Regions from separate parts of the Zea mays genome. Here region 1 is linked to region 2. Evidence: chromatin contacts called from public Hi-C data. All regions are on one chromosome and are shown on one strand. The core of a region is the stretch at or near the end of the contact, and the rest is flanking DNA. Distances in the headings are between cores, read along the strand shown.

Region 1 (4,615 bases), core at 155-2,654, 390 kb before region 2:
CTCGTCGTGTGTGTGTGTGTGTGATCAATCAGTAAGCAGTACACATCATCCGTGTGCGTGCGTGCCGCGCCAAGGGCATGTGTACGGTGTACCCTCGCCAGCACGTCGGCAGCAACTCGGCGTCGTGCACCTGCTGCCATGCGTTTGGCGGCTTGGCGGTCCCTCCCGGGTAATGAACTGTCCGCTTACGATGCGATGCGATGCAAGAATCAGCGGGCTATAAATAAGCACTATCGCATCACACTGTGAGGTGTTGTGTCTCCCTCCAGCCAGCCACCTGTCGCCGCCCCCCTGTTGCACCAGATGACCAAAAGACGCCGGCGCGGCCGGTGACGTACGTAGCTCCGAACTTTTCTTGCACGCGATATAATAACCATACGTACACATACAGACGGATCAACATTTCGTAAAGCAACATTCAGCGTCTCCACATCACACGATACTGCACTAGTCATCTTGATTATTATTATTTTTATTGTTCCATGTACGTGCGGTTTACATGGACCAGCAATCAACGCAACCAGCAGCACCACCGGACGGTCCCAAGGTTTTCTCTTAAAAAAAACGCAAACCCGGCCGTGTACACGAAATTGATGCCCTCCGGTGGCGCGTCTCGTAAACGCAGAGGAAAAAAGAAAAAAAGAAAAATGCCATGCGCGGCAGACACAGGCTGTCCCTGAGTGAGAGACCCCCCTCGGGGTCACAGGGCCAGGACGGAGCCGGCCCGGACCTTGCCGCGCCTCTGCGGGCCTTCCGCTTCCCTGGCGGTCAGCAGGGCCCCACGTGACACCGCCCTGGCCTTGGCCTTGGCCTTGGCCTTCGCCGCCGCCGCCTCGTCCGCCGCCATCTGCGCGCTCCTGCACTCGTCGCTGCAGAACGCCGTGTCGCCCCTGTTCGCCCCCATGCATCATGGCTCACGGCTGGTGAGGGCGCCGTTTCGAATACAGCGATCAGGGGAAGGAAGAGGGACAGGGGAGACAGCGGGTGCCGCGTTATTTTTTACCTGTACATGAAGATGTCGCGGTTGCCGGCGAGCGGCTTCCGGCAGAGGAAGCACGCGTCCAAGAAATGCGCGCCGCGCCCGGATCCTCCCATGGATGGACGATTCTCTCTCTGTCAGTCACCCTCTGGGCTCTGGCCTCGGACGCCGAGCGCCGCCACCGGCCGGCTGCTAGAGAGCAATACGGATCCCGACTCCACGCGCGGGGCCACGCGCCCGCACTACCACCGCACCCTCGGCCGTCCCGGCGAGCCGATCGTGGGGGGCTCTCTCTTCCTCCTCGCCTCCGCCTGTGCAGGCTGCAGCTGCGAATCGTCCGTGCTCTTTTTTCTTTTTCCCTCCGACTCTGGCGGTGCTTGCTTCCTCGCGCGTCCGCGTCAAATGCGTGGTGATGCTTGGTGGGGAGGCAAGGCAAGGCGGAGCTGCTGCCGTTTAATAATGCCGGAGCCCGGCCCCGGAGGCAGCAGAAGCCAGGACGAAGGAACCGCGTGGATGTCGCCCTGGCCCCGCCTGTCAGCGTGTGTGGAGGTGGAGGCCGGCGCGCTGGTCACGGCCGGGGTGCGGATCCGCGGATCCCACGCTCGCGATTCGTCCACTCGCTGCGCTCCAGCTTTCTCGTCAGAACTGTCACGGTGTCGCGGGGGTCGTTTTCAGTAGTTAGCCCCACTTGCCAGCGAGATCCTGTTGGGAACAGGTTACGACTCGGCAGACTCGCGACGAATTTCCCGGCAAGTAGCCATACCATATCATGGGCACGTTTGTTTTAGTTTTTTTTCTTCAATAATTTTTTTGAAAAAAATCTAGCTATAAAGAGAATCTAGAAAGAATTCAAGTAAAAAACATATCTGAAGGAGGTGTTGAATAATTAGACAAATTCCAGATTAAATTTCGAATATAAATTATGATCAAATCACAAAAACTGAAGTAAAAAGTCAAATCAGATGATGCGTACTGATTAGACATACTGATAGATGGCGCGCGCCGGAATCAGCAGGGTCGACAACGTCGAAGTAGCGAAATCAGTAGGGTCGACGAGGTCAGAAGACCACGAGCAGTCGCGTGAAGACGCTTCCCAAAAACCTTATTCGCCCTCTCCGAGTGCAGGATCTAGAAGGCGAAGGGTCCCAGAGACCTGCTCTCCTGATCGCAGATGCACGCCTGCGGTCGGGATGAAGAGAATTGGAAGGCGGCTCAGCTGTGAAGAGAGGCGAAAGCGAAACTGGGATGATTTGGATGCTGGCTATCGGGCTCCTTTTATAGGGCCGAGTCCGCGACTAGATAGCTAACTCCGATCTTATCCGCCCACGAGAATCTCGCGTTCAGTTTAGATTTTATAGCGATCAGTTAGGATTCTAAACGTAACAGCCAAGTAACCAAAAATTCAAACGGCAAAAAGGAGGCCATGCCTCCGCAAGGCGAGGGGCCGGATTTCGGCGGACCATTCACGCGCATGTCGTGCGCCCACGCCCTTCGCCCCGGCCAGGCCAGGCCAGGCGAGCGAGCGCGCGCGTGTGGCTCTCCACACTCTCTCCTCTCATCCATGACTTGGTGAGTGAGTGTGACTTCCATATTTAAGCTAGCTCTACTCTACTAGAACTAGCAATATGGTGCTATTGGTTCCACCTATTCCCTAGTCATACACTTATATGGGCTTTTGAGATTTTCCTGGGATTTATTTGAATTTCTCAATTGGGCCTAGCCCATAAATCCTAACAATCCCCCACCAGATCTCAAATGCCCATTTGCAGTTTTCGCCACTGTTCACTACTGTTTAATATACTAGTTTTTCAGCAGAGACTGTTAAGTTGAACTTCCGCCTAGAACTCTAAGCTACACTAACCCACAACTTGAACAATGGACTATGCCTTGAATTGTAAGTTTTGCGTGAATGGGTTTCACTTGAAGTCATGACCAGTACTTGGCTATCAGTAGTTCCCTTCTCGGGCTGAGCATATACGTCGTACTCCAAGGTCTCTTCATGAGTTTACTAGAGATCACCCAGATCTCATAGACTGCGACGTTAGACAGTCTAACTCATATAGGTGTGTTCTTTCAGGAATGTTCTGTAGGACAACATCTTTACTAATACAAGCCAACAGAACACATTAAGGCACAAAGCCAACCTGCCTTACAGCATTTGAGAGTATTGCATCTTTACTTAGAGAGGGTCAAAAGTTACTCTCCTCAGTTCACCAATGGCTTGTTCTTTCTAGGACCTAATTCACGGGATCTCCGATCACATAGACTGGGTTTCCACCATGGCAACTTTATTCGGGTCTCATACCCATCTCTCTTGATGCGAATTCTATCACATTACGTGGTAGTCCCTTGGTAAAAGAATCTGCCAGATTTTTATCTGTTGAAATAAAAGTCACACTTATAACTCCGGAGTTTCTCAACTTTCTGACAGACTTCAATCATCTTTTGACATGTCTTGATGACTTTCCATTATCCTTAGAACTCGTCACTTTAGCAATCACTATCTGATTGTCACAGTTCATAAGGATAGCTGGTATTGGTTTCTCAACCACTGGCAAGTCCATCAAGAGTTCATGCAACCATTCTGCCTCAACGGTTGCTGTGTCAAGTGCAGCTAGCTCGGCTTCCATGGTTGACCTCATCAAAATGGTCTGCTTGCATGACCTCCATGATACCGCACCTCCACCAATAGTAAAGACATAACCACTGGTGGCATAAAGCTCGTCTGCATCAGATATCCAGTTCGAATCACTATATCCTTCAAGTACTGCATGCTGACCAGAGTAGTGAATTCCATAACTCATTGTACCTTGCAGGTAGCACATAACCCGCTCAAGTGCATGCCAATGATCAGTCCCAAGGTTTGACATGAACCTACTTAATTTGTTCATAGCAAAAGAAATATCGGGCCTTGTTGCACCAGCAAGATACATGAGTGAACCGACGATCTGAGAGTATCTCAATTGGTCTAAACCAATTCTCTTGTTCTTTCGCAGTGTCACACTGGGATCATAAGGTGTTGGAGAAGGTTTGCACTCAGAGAAGCCAAATCGCTTCAAAACCTTTTCAACATAGTGAGATTGCGAGAGAGTAATCCCACCATCTGCCTTAATTAGCTTAATGTTTAGAATCACATCAGCTTCTCCCAGATCTTTCATATCAAAACTCTTTGATAGAAAAGACTTGACTTCATTGATCACATCAATGTTTGTGCCAAATATCAATATATCATCGGCATATAAGCACAATATAACTCCTTCGCCCCCACCATAGCGATAATATACACACCTGTCTGCCTCATTAATGGCAAAGCCTGCAGACGTTAGAGTCGTGTCAAACTTCTCATGCCACTGCTTTGGTGCTTGCTTAAGACCATACAGAGATTTCAATAACTTGCACACCTTGCTTTCTTGACCCTTTACTACAAATCCATCCGGCTGTTCCATATAGATTTCCTCGTCCAGCTCTCCATTAAGAAAAGCTGTCTTTACATCCATCTGATGAACAAGGAGACCATACGAGGCAGCCAAGGAAAGTAGTACTCAAATAGTAGTCATTCTAGCAACATGTGAGTAAGTATCAAAGAAGTCTTCTCCTTCTTTCTGAGTATAGCCTTTAGCCACAAGTCTAGCCTTG
Region 2 (4,855 bases), core at 690-3,189:
TGTTAACGTTCAAAAGTATCGAGTATCCTTTAGCGGAAACAATATTGGATAGTGCCTACGAGCGAATAACAATATTGAAAGGCCTCCAATCCAATTACAATTACAATAGTTTGGCCACTTCGCAACGACGTAGAAACATGTGGCCAGGAGATTTGGAGCATTATATTATATGGCGCCAAGCCGCCAACCCAGGGGAGCTTGTGGTCAGACTAGCCGCAGCGGTGGACGCTGCCCCTCCCCCTCCCCTTGCATGCGGCGCGTAGGGAGCACCCTATGGCCACAGCGGTGTCTCCTACAGCGCTATTACATGTCGGTCCCCTTCTCTCTCCCCCCAGATCTAGCGTGTCACTATTCATCATTCTAAACACTATGCTGTGGGTCCACGAGTAATTGTTAGTAGATAAAAAATTGATAGTTGATATAGAAAATGATATTTTATAGTGGTAGTGGAGTATATGGGGAGTGTTTAGGAGGGGAACCGCTGCGGGAGATAAAAAAATAGGGAAGAAATAGGGGGAAAAGTGATATATGGGGAAAAATTTAGAGATAACGGTTGCGGATAGCCTTAGTGACCGCCCACTTAGCTCAGATCCTTCCTGGTCCTGCTTCTCGGAGGCTCGCCGCGTGTCAGGCAGGCCCCATGGACGACCGCGGCTTCCGGCTTTCCGCCCGCAGTGGAGCGCCGCGTGTTGCGTGCCGTTTAAAGCGCACCTGCAACAGTGGCAGTGCGCCGCTTTTATCTGATCCGCAGTGGAGCGTCAGCCCAGCAGCCAGCACCTTTTTTTTAAGGCTCTCTTACAATGTCGCGAGATAAACTTTATCAGTTTTTTTAATTACTTTTAGCTATTTGTAATCTAAACAGGAGAGCTAATGGTGGTAATTGAAACTAAACTTTAGCACTTCAATTCATATAGCTAAAGTTTAGCATGAAGCTAAAGTTTATCCCGTGAGATTGGGCCTTATTATCCGTGCAGTTGTCCACGTAGCGTGGCAGCCGCCACGCTCCTATCGCTCCAAAATTGAGAGTCTAGGATATTTACCCGATTGTCTATGGCCCCGTTTCAATCTCACGGGATAAACTTTAGCTTTTTGCTAAACTTTAGCTATATGAATTGAAGTGCTAAAATTTAGCTTCAATTACAACCATTAGCTCTCCTGTTTAGATTACAAATGGCTAAAAATAGCTAAAATAAAGCTGCTAAAGTTTATCTCGCGAGATTGGAACAGGGCCTAATATGGCCACGAATTTAGAGGCTAGGGATATTTTAGGCCCCGTTTCAATCTCACGGGATAAACTTTAACTTTCTGCTAAACTTTAGCTATATGAATTGAAGTGCTAAAGTTTAGCTTCAATTACCACTATTAGCTCTCCTGTTTAGATTATAAATGGCTAAAAGTAGCTAAAAAAGCTGCTAAAGTTTATCTCGCGAGATTGGAACATAACCTTATTTTTTGCTTTCCTCAAGCATCATTTTAGTCATTCGAGTTACCTCTTTTTTAGTAACTGCGTCCCACTCACACGTGCGAGCCAGGCACGCAGAGAAAGGCCATTTAACCGGGTCTATAGGACCATGTTTCAATTGTTAACGATATGAATTAGATAGTATTGAATCGGTTTAAATTCATATTAAATCTAAATTCATCTCAATCAATTCTAATACACTTTAATCCATATGATATTAAAATAATCTAACAACAAATCCTTCCAACTCAATTCTCGAATCCCCACCGGATGCCACGACAAAGAAAAAAAAAAGAGCCGAGAAAATCGCAGCCACGAGAAGGGAAGGTGGGAGAAGAACGAGGGAAAGTGGAAAAATCCCGTCCGATGTGGCAAACTTGTCCATGCTCTTTTTCTCCCGTCCCGTCCTTCCTCTTGTCTTCTCCAGACCCCACCCCAGTGCAAATCTGCCCCTACGTGAAACGTTCCCCTCCTCTCCTCGCCCTCCTTGCGCAGGTTGAGGCCCGAGGTGTAGTGCAAGGTGGCGACCTCTCGGCGGCTTGGGTCGGATTGTTTTCGGGAAGTTTGGTCTCCAGTGACCCGAGCACTGGAGATGCCCTGTTTGGAGGTAACATCTACGATCTCGCGTTGCTTGTATTGTTTTCCTGGCCCGGCTGGGAGAAAGATCGTATCGAGGTTGAAATTCACTCGAGCCGAAGCCCCCGATTGGTTTGAATGGTGTAATCGCCTTCTTGTCGGGGAGGGGGGGTCTGAATCGTGGATCGATGTTTCCTCTGCTTCCCGCAGCAAATTCCGATGGCGACCGGCGAGACCGCCGTGGATCGTCGCGAGGACCCCCGCGACATGGATTTGTCAGGGGAGGAGCACGTGCGGCCCAAGGTACAGCGGCGGCTGCAGATTCCGTGGCGATCCGCGTGTTCTCACTCTTTTCTCCCACGCTTGCCTGACCAGGCGCGGAAGCCGTACACGATCACGAAGCGGCGGGAGAGGTGGACGGAGGAGGAGCACGGTCGGTTCCTCGAGGCCCTGCAGCTGCACGGTCGCGCCTGGCGCCGCATACAAGGTACCCAGCCGCGGAGCCGCCCTTCTCGTTCCTTCTTCATCAGGACGAGGAGACGCACTCACACTCTTCTTCTGCGTGCGTGCGTGCGTGCAGAGCACATCGGCACCAAGACTGCCGTGCAAATCCGGAGCCACGCGCAGAAGTTCTTCACCAAGGTCGTGTTGGCGTAACCATTCGCCTCTCTCTCTCTCCCTGTCCCATTGTAATTGTAAACAAAACGAATCCATTCGTCTCTGCCATGAACAAAAAACAAAACGATGGTCCACTCCACTCGCTACTAGAGCAGACGTCGGTCGGCTTACACCACACCTTTTCTGATGTCGGAATCGCGTCGTGTGCTGAAGGTGGTCCGAGAATCGTCGCCAGGAAGCAACGCCTCCGCGGGCGCCGCGCCGGCGATCCAGATCCCCCCGCCGCGCCCCAAGAGGAAGCCGGCACACCCTTACCCGCGCAAAGCGGACGGCGCGGCCAAGAAGCCCGCGCCGGAGCTCAAGCGGCTGGAGAAGACGTCCCTGCGCGACCGGGTCCGGGACGAAGGGTCGCCGACGTCGGTGCTTGCCTCGGCGCGCACGGCGTTACGAGCGGAGGTGTCGGGCAGCGTGGTCGCGAACAGCTCGAGCGCCAGCAGGTCGCCAGCCCTGTCTGACGCCGGTTCCAACGAGCGTGGCGACGGCGGCGGCTCGCTGGCCTCCTCGGTGGACCGGGAGGACGGCTGCGCATCGCCAAGGACGAGAGCGCCATGTACCAAGGTACAGTACAAATGCTAACTTATTCGGTTGTTTCGTTCTTGGGCAGATAGGAGAAATTTGCTGTTTTGCCACTCTCAAATTTGGTTGCCTGTTATTATACCATCCCGTGTCTATGACTGGTGGGACCGTCTGTGTCTATGATTTGTGGGTCTGATAGCATACTGGCGAAGCCCACAAATGATAATGGCAAAATTGCCAATGGCTCGGCAGATAGGCAGCACTGTCTCTGTACGTCTCAATTTCAGATAAAGGGCCTGTTTGGTTCGTGGCTAACTATGTCACACTTTGCCTAAGGTTAGTCGTTCGAATTGAAGAACTAACCTTAAGCAGAAAAGTTAGGCAAAGTGTGGTAAGTGAGGCTGCGATCCAAACATACCCAAAGACTACAAGGTCATGCAAACAAAACAAAACAAAAACGTGACCTGATTCAAAAGAATTGCCATCTGGCAGTTGTGACATACTTGTTTAAACGTGGATCTCAGGTGCTCTGTGATGCACACGAAGTGTCGCGTCTAGGATCGGGAGCTCCAGTCGTGAAGCTGTTCGGAAACAAGGTCGTCGTGGTGAAAGTGAAAGACCTGGAAACGGACACTCCGCCTGCGAGCGTTGCCGAGGCAGCCAGAAACGGGAGCCCTACTAACGGTGCCGCAGGAGCGAGCTCGTGGAAACCGTGGCCGGAGCTCACGTGCCTCGTTCCCCGGCGGGACGGCTTCGCGGCGCAACCCATCGTGAGCCCGCCGTGCGCGGTGTTCTACTACCCGCAGGCTTCGGCTCAGGAGCACCAGCAAGCTTCAGAGCCGCTGGATCACAGACGCGCGCAGAGGGAAGGGTCGTCGCCGACAGGTTCGAGCGTGGCCTCCAGCGCCGCCGCGGAGTCCCGCCACGGTCCCGGGCAAGAGAACGCCAGCGACGGCTACGCGGCGCTACGGGCCGCAATCCCGAGGCCGACCAAGCGCGCGAGCTCGGCTTCCTTCGGCGGGAGAGGGTTCGTGCCGTACAAGCGGTGCGCGGCCGAGAGCGAGGCGGCGCGGCCGGTGGCACTGGCACTGGCACCCGGAGAGGAGGCCGACGGCGACCTGACGAGGCTGTGCTTGTGACAAGAGCTGAAGGCTGCAATGCACATGCTCTCTGCTGAAACAGGTAACCCGCGGTTTCCCAGAAATGGATGAGCAACAATGCTGGTTCTTTGCTGCTCGGTACATACGCGTCGTATATAGGCAAATCTGTACTCGTATTCCGCGTTTGTTCACTGTGCGTTCGTGTAATTTTTTCTCGAACTCGGGAGATCCAGGGGCCTATGGCAGACTGTGCTAACCTGGATCTCAGAGAGAGTTGTGTGTTGTCAATAGTCTGACCGACCGCATGCAACAACAAATCCAGAAAGGAACATGGTGTTTTATTCGTGAAACTCCATGAAGCTAACAACATATATTTCATATAAGGGACTAATTGGCTTCTTTTGCCATTTTTTTATAGAAAAGATGAGAAGAAATTACATGATAATTCATAATGATTTTTCCCAAGTTGATGATAAATCTTATAAATAAAAAAAGAGATGGCTACTAATGAAAGTAGTGGGAT

What was found. A called contact is a pair of places that touch in the nucleus more often than the background predicts.
Region 1: a Hi-C map of ear shows a contact between it and region 2, with 2.5 times the contacts expected there. The contact joins the promoter of LOC100278490 here to the promoter of LOC100273616 in region 2. A contact is called at or near these places in 2 of 25 Hi-C or Micro-C datasets (bundle sheath and ear).

Annotation. Positions count from the first base shown.
Region 1 is chr4:162,228,419-162,233,033 of Zm-B73-REFERENCE-NAM-5.0, reverse strand. It overlaps LOC100278490, which reads right to left and starts at 1,404. Exons shown (of 2, transcript NM_001151752.2): 1 at 1,004-1,404; 2 at 441-890. The coding sequence starts at 1,095. The coding sequence ends at 701.
Region 2 is chr4:161,833,911-161,838,765 of Zm-B73-REFERENCE-NAM-5.0, reverse strand. It overlaps LOC100273616, which reads left to right and starts at 1,939. Exons shown (of 5, transcript NM_001148032.1): 1 at 1,939-2,069; 2 at 2,249-2,341; 3 at 2,414-2,680; 4 at 2,870-3,274; 5 at 3,757-4,621. The coding sequence starts at 2,055. The coding sequence ends at 4,371.